Linked DNA regions of Sus scrofa: region 1 is linked to region 2. Evidence: chromatin contacts called from public Hi-C data. All regions are on one chromosome and are shown on one strand. Each heading gives the region's core, a stretch centred on a gene start, on an enhancer-like site or on the middle of the called end of the contact. The rest is flanking DNA. Distances are from core to core; before and after follow the strand shown. Region 1 holds the start of UST (uronyl 2-sulfotransferase). Region 2 overlaps UST (uronyl 2-sulfotransferase).

What was found. A called contact is a pair of places that touch in the nucleus more often than the background predicts.
Region 1: a Hi-C map of embryonic fibroblasts shows a contact between it and region 2, with 6 times the contacts expected there. The contact joins the promoter of UST here to the enhancer-like site in region 2. A contact is called at or near these places in 18 of 47 Hi-C or Micro-C datasets (alveolar macrophages, brain, embryonic fibroblasts and 11 more) and 2 of 2 datasets of contacts at active chromatin or transcription factors (alveolar macrophages and skeletal muscle).

Annotation. Positions count from the first base shown.
Region 1 is chr1:17,136,756-17,139,742 of Sscrofa11.1, forward strand. UST (uronyl 2-sulfotransferase) reads right to left here and starts at 1,333. Exons shown (of 8, transcript XM_021086995.1): 1 at 847-1,333. The coding sequence starts at 1,102.
Region 2 is chr1:16,957,453-16,960,462 of Sscrofa11.1, forward strand. All of the region lies in intron 3 of UST (uronyl 2-sulfotransferase), which reads right to left. Among named protein-coding and RNA genes, the nearest start is that of UST, 180 kb to the right of the region's middle. Within about 2 kb of position 1,294, at least 7 of the 83 cell types and tissues checked have an H3K27ac peak or open chromatin away from gene starts, as enhancers often do. A contact at or near this core is called in embryonic fibroblasts, where this site is marked.

The DNA.
Region 1 (2,987 bases), core at 83-2,582, 180 kb after region 2:
ACTCGCCGCGCCTTGGCACCGCTCTCCCCGCGCCAGGACCACCGAGCTGCGGGTCACACCCTTTCTCGGAGCCGCTCTTTTCTCTCTTCTCACAACCCCTTCCTTACCTCTGCCAAAAAGAGGCGGCCTCGCTCCTAATAAACCGAGCACAACCCCCCAAAAAGTTTAGACTTGAGACACAGCGCTGAGGATCGTTCGGCCGAAGCAGGAGACACTGCTGGCCAGGCCGACCCACACCCCGGTCCCCCGGTCTCCGCGTCTCACTCTCTGCGGGGAGCACGGCGGGCAGGGACTGGCCAAGCACAAGCCAGCTCAGGGAGCTGAAACCGGCCCCTGGGCCACCCAAGCCAGCGGGCAGGGGATCAGGTGGGGCAGAATTCGCAGAACCGACCGTAGGGAGGAGCTAATCCCACCCGCTCGACCCGACCGACTGCTGGCCGGGATGGGGCTGTGGTCACTAAACAATGACAGGGAAGAGATGTCCCTAACCCCTCTCCGCCAGGCCTGAATATACACACACTCATACACACCCACAAACTCACACGCCTGCACTCCGTCCCGGACCGTGGCGGAAGCGGGGGAAGGTATGCAGCGCCCCGCCCCGGGGTACCTGCCCGGCACATCAAGCCCGCGGCGCCCCAGCCTCGGCGCAGACAGACGGACACGCAGGAGGCAGTAGGCGCTCGGGGCCGCCGCACGAATGCTCGCGGGCGTCCCACCTGGGGAGCCCCGGGCAGGCGGCGGCAGAGGCAGCTCCAAGCGCCCCGCGAGCCCCCACTGCCCTCCCCACCCCCCGCACAACTTCGCGCCGCCGGCGCCGCCCTCGCGCCCGCCTCCCCTCCTTACCCAAATACTGCCGCAGGTCGAGCAGGAAGCGCGGGGGTCCCCCGCCGAGCTGATAGAAGAGGGAGCCCAGGCAGAAGACCAGCAGGGTGGCCATGCAGAAACCGTAGTCCCGGAGGGAGAAGCGCAGGAAAGGCAGCAGGGAGACCCAGCGCTTCCAGCTGCCCAGGCCGGGCGGGGCGCCCCCCAGAGGGGCCCCATGGGGCCAGGGATCCGCGCCGCCGCCGCCGGGATGCTGCTGCTGCTGCTTCTTCTTCATCGCCTGCTCCGCCGCCTCGCACAGCCTGCCCGTGCCAGGAAAAGGTCACCCATCCGCCTGCGAGGAGGAGAGCCCGGCCGGCCGGCTGCACATGGGCAGGGCCGCGCCGAGGGCAGCCCGGGTGGGGGCGGGGAGGGGCCGAAGTTGCCGGGCTCAGGAGACTTTCCTCGGCATGGTCCCCGCCGCCGCGGCCCGAGCGGCCGAGGTGCCCGGCCCCGGCTCGGCGGCGCTGCCCGCGCCCGGCCCGCGCCCGCTAGCGCCCCCGCGCCCCGCGCCCCGCCGCGCCTCGGGCTCGCTCGCGGCCGCCGGGGCTCGCCTCCAGCGCCAGCGTGGACCCCCCGGCTTTGTGTCTGTCGGTCTCGGCGTGTTTTGTCCCGGTTCAGGCTCCTCTAAAAAACGGCAGGGAGGAACGGGAGGCGGACACCACCCCCTCGCTCCACCTCCTTGACAGGGGTTTTCCTCCTTCTCCTCCCCTTTCTCCCTCCGGCTCTCCGCGGCTCTCTCCTCCCTCTCCCCTCCCTCTCTCCGCTCGGGTCTCCGAGGTTCGGTCGGGTGTCACGTTACTGCCTCTGCCTGGAGGGGGGCGCGGGGGCGGCGATTATTCGCTACAAGGAAGAAAGTTTCAGGGTGTTTTTTTGCTTCCCCTTTTCTCCACAATCTGGCCTCAGTTCCTGCGCCACCAGCGACCTCTTGGGGGCCCCGCTGACTTCCCTCTCGTAAACAGTCACCGGCAGGAAGAAGCACGACTTCTTTTAGTACGATATGGTTGGGGTTGTTTTGTTGTGTGGTTTGGGGTTTGCGGGGTTTTGTTTTGGGGTTTTTTTTTTTCCATTTCAGAAACTTGATTCGCCCTCTGTATCCCTTAACTGCTTACTAAAGGCCGATTAAAAAAAAAAGGTACTGGGGTCCAAGACGTTGCTAAGATGGTAAAAGAGCAAGTGGTGTAAATTAGACTCAACATGCCCCATAGGGCCCGGCTCATCGTCCCAACTCCTGGAAGAGAAACAGCAGAAGACGCTCGCTTCTCGCTCGGCCTCGCTCCACAGCTGCTCATCCACGCAGCGACCAGAGGTGCAAGGCGGGGTGGGGGGCTGTTTCAGAGCGGACTCAAGGAAGTCCTTCCTCTCACAGACCCGAAGGGGAGGGAGACCTTACACACTCATTTCATCGCTGCCTCCCTGCCTTCGAAGGGAAACTTCTGGATCTGAAAGAGCAGCTTCCTGACAGAAAAGCTGCATCACAGGTCTGCTGGCGGGGGTGGGTGATGCACGAAAGGGCTGCCGTCATCAGCCCACCTGCAGTGAGAGTAATTTATTGCTAGATATAGAAGCTGTGCTACCGGAGGCTTAAGTGACTTGCCAAAGTCATGCAGCCAGCAGGAGCTGGGTGGAGAGCCACACTCAAATCGGTTTGACCCTCAAGCCAACAATACTATCTCCAGCCAGAGCGCTTTTCCTCATAATTTGCATGGTGATTGGAGGATGGGATATAACTCATTTAGCCCAGGCCTCCTGGTGAAACAGAAATGGACAGATTGGGTTTCCATCTTCTCTATCTCCCAATTCCTATTCACTTTGTACAGTCTGACAACCGGATTAAAGGAAGACTCAGGAGCCAGGGACCTCTACAAGTCTAAGACTGTTATCCTGAAAACCTTCAAGTTGGGTATTTGAGGAAGTTGCTATGAAAAATTAGGGAATAGGATCCTGAGATCAAGGGTTTACAATTGAAAAATAAGACAGTTTAGCCATCATGCGTACATGAGTATCTCTGCTTCCTGATTTGAATGGTGAAGAAGACACAGAGATCATAAGCCGAAGACAGTTGTAGATGAAGCGGGTAGTGTCACACACATCCACACACACACACACTCTGGTTCCCAATT
Region 2 (3,010 bases), core at 44-2,543:
GAGTGAACATTTTTCCTGTGGCTGGGAGATGGACTTGGCTAATCTTTTTGGTTTGTTCCAAAGTCTGGCTGGAGCAGCTCTGATGCCTGTGGACACATCCCTCCTACTCTAAGGTCGGGAACCTCTGAGGGTCATTCTAGGAGACTTTTCCAAAACATCTTAAGCAGGACTAAGGCTTCTGGCATAAACTCCTGGGACAGACACTCCTCGGTAAGACTTCAGGGGAAATGTGATGTATGCAGAGGTTTGAGGGATTCTCAGGTGAAAGAGGAATTTTCCTTGCTAAGTGGAGGATTCTCTTTGATAAAAGGAAATCTTTCTAATAATTAGAGTCCTTTATGCAATCATTCTTCACTAGAACTGTGCCTGGGCATCTCCTGGGGAGTCCCCCACCTCCGCCCCCGTCAAGATGAGAATACCTGGGCTCCACCATTAAGAGTATAACTCAGTATTCTGCAGGAGGACCTAGAATGACGTGTTGTGAAAAAGCTCCCAAGAAGATTCTGACGCTGATGATGGTTAAGTACTATTTTTTTAATTGACTTCCCAGTGCCCATAAATAATGTTCTATCTCCTTAGCCTAATATTCAAGATTCTCTGGGATTTGAGCCCAGTTCACTTCAATTCTTATTCTCCCACATTATTCTTGAACACTTGTTTTTTGGTTTTGTTTTTCCTATAAAGGGACTGTTAATATTTTCCTAATAATGTTGTTTAAAGGATTCGGATAAGATGCATAAACATTCAGTGTGCCGTCTGGTGCTCAATGCATAGAAATAGAAAGAGTAGGTCCCCAATGAAAAGTCATCAACCTGAACACGTAAATGGTGAGACCTGCCTCAAGAATGAATGAATGAACCTTTCCCTTTAAACAGAGGCTAGTTGGCCCTGCCGTAGGGAAGCCTGGGAGGAATTCCCAGGGTCCCAAGACCATTTCCAAATCTAACACAGTTTCTTTAGGTGAGTTTTCTCTTCTAGAGCCACAGTGCTTTATAATCACAGTCAGACTTGGACTTTGCAGTGAGTGAAAGCAGTGGGGAAGGGAGGTCAAAATACTGTAAAGAAATTCGGTTTCTACCCAGGAGGCTAAAGCAGTCTAGAGCACAGACACATAGAGGCTCTGCATCCTCCACCCTGTGAATACTTTTCAAGATTTTAATTATTTGAATAGCTGTGGAATAGAGTCAGAGCAGATGTGGAATTTATAGTGAAAGAGCAGCCTTTACTGCCACGGCTGATGGAGGCGTACAGGCTAGGCCCCCAGCTCTCAAGCCGTGACTCAGAGCTCTGTGGGATGCAGCTGAGAGCCACAAACACTCAGCAAGAGTCCCCTGGCCAACTAAGACTTGGAATCTCTAGGTGGAAGCCAGTTAATCAGATTATTTCTCAGAGTCTTTAAAGTGTGAATAATTATTGTGATTCTCTCAGAGTCTTTAAAGTGTGAATAATTATTGTGATTCTCTCAGAGGGAGACGGCGGGGGGGGGGTCAGCATTTCCCAAATTTCTTGAATCATGGTATTTTCTTTCTTTTTTTTCCTCAGGAGCACATTTAGGGAAACACTGATATGATGGTTTTGACAGGGATTCTTAACCATATCTGTAACTGCCGTGGCACTTGATCTAAAAAAAAAAAAAAAAAAAGGTTTTCTGGATTCTGGTCCAAAATCACCAGGAGAAGGGCCACTGCAACCATATGTTTCAAAAGTCTCTGCTGGAGATTCTGCTGTGTAGCCAGACGACCACTGCGTTAGGAGAATGGCTCTTGGATTTGGGAGGCCTAAATTCAAGTTCGGGTGTCACAGACAGTCATTTTGTTATATTTGGAAAAATGACCTCATCTGGTTGTCTTAGTTTTCTCATCCATAAAGCAAGAAATCATACCCACTCACCGGTACAGTTTTAGGTCCAAAAGAGTTGAATAATGAAGTAAAACAATTAGCACAGAGGAGATGCTGTTTCCAATTTGTAGTTCTCAAAAGCTTCAGTATAAATAAAAATAGGAAATGTACTTGCTTTCTCAATCCTTTAGGCCCACTCGTCAACAATTCGTGCCTTTCTCCAACAAGAATGAAATAATTTTGAATTCTTCTATCTGCGCTATGCCTATGACCCTTTGATTTTTTTTTTTTTTTTTTTTTTTTTTTTTTTTTGTCCTCAGAACAATGTTCTGAAAGATAGAGGCAGGCCATTAACAAAGATGGTCATGAGTCTTTTGGAAATCACACCCATGTCTTCTGGAAAACAGTTCCTTATCTTTCAGATTGTATACAATCCCTGTTTTCCAAGAGATTACCTAAACTAGCCCAAGAAATTGAGATATGGTTTTAGAGCACAAATGAAAAAATATCACCATGGGTGGGCATGGTATGCCCTGCAAAGGTCCAACATTTGGCCAGCAGCAGCCACCCCTGCGCTTTTGCTGAGGTAGAGCTTTCTAAAATATGAGCATCAAAGGCATTTCTATTTCTCACAGGGAAAATGTGATGGGATTTCTATAGACATCCTAGCATGTGCTGTCTTCACACTCTTACTAATAATCGCTTCAGCGTCTTATTCCATCAAATAGATTTTTAAAATCTAGGACCGTGTGTGTGTGTGTGTGTGTGTGTGTGTGTGTGTGATGACAGCTACCCTCCCCCAGGGAGAAATGTACGGGTGGATCTGACCCTGGCCCAGAGAGGTGCCGTTGTGTATGAATGAAATGGTGCAGATAATTCCAGTCTTATAAGCAGATACTTTTCCGAAGCTCATTTGTAAGCCAGTAGTTTGGAACTTGGAACACATTTTTTTCATAAAAGAAACGGTCTGCATGGTGCAGAGTCCCGGGCCAGCCCGCAAGAGCCCGTTTAATTCGTACTGCACCCGAAGCGCAAGTGTCTTAACTCCAGAGAACAATGTTTCCATGGCAACGCGTTTTCAGAGTTCTACTGTTTCACGCCGAGAACCACCAACTTTTAAATTTTAACTCATCTACATCACTTCTCCACTTTTCCTTTAATAAATTACCAA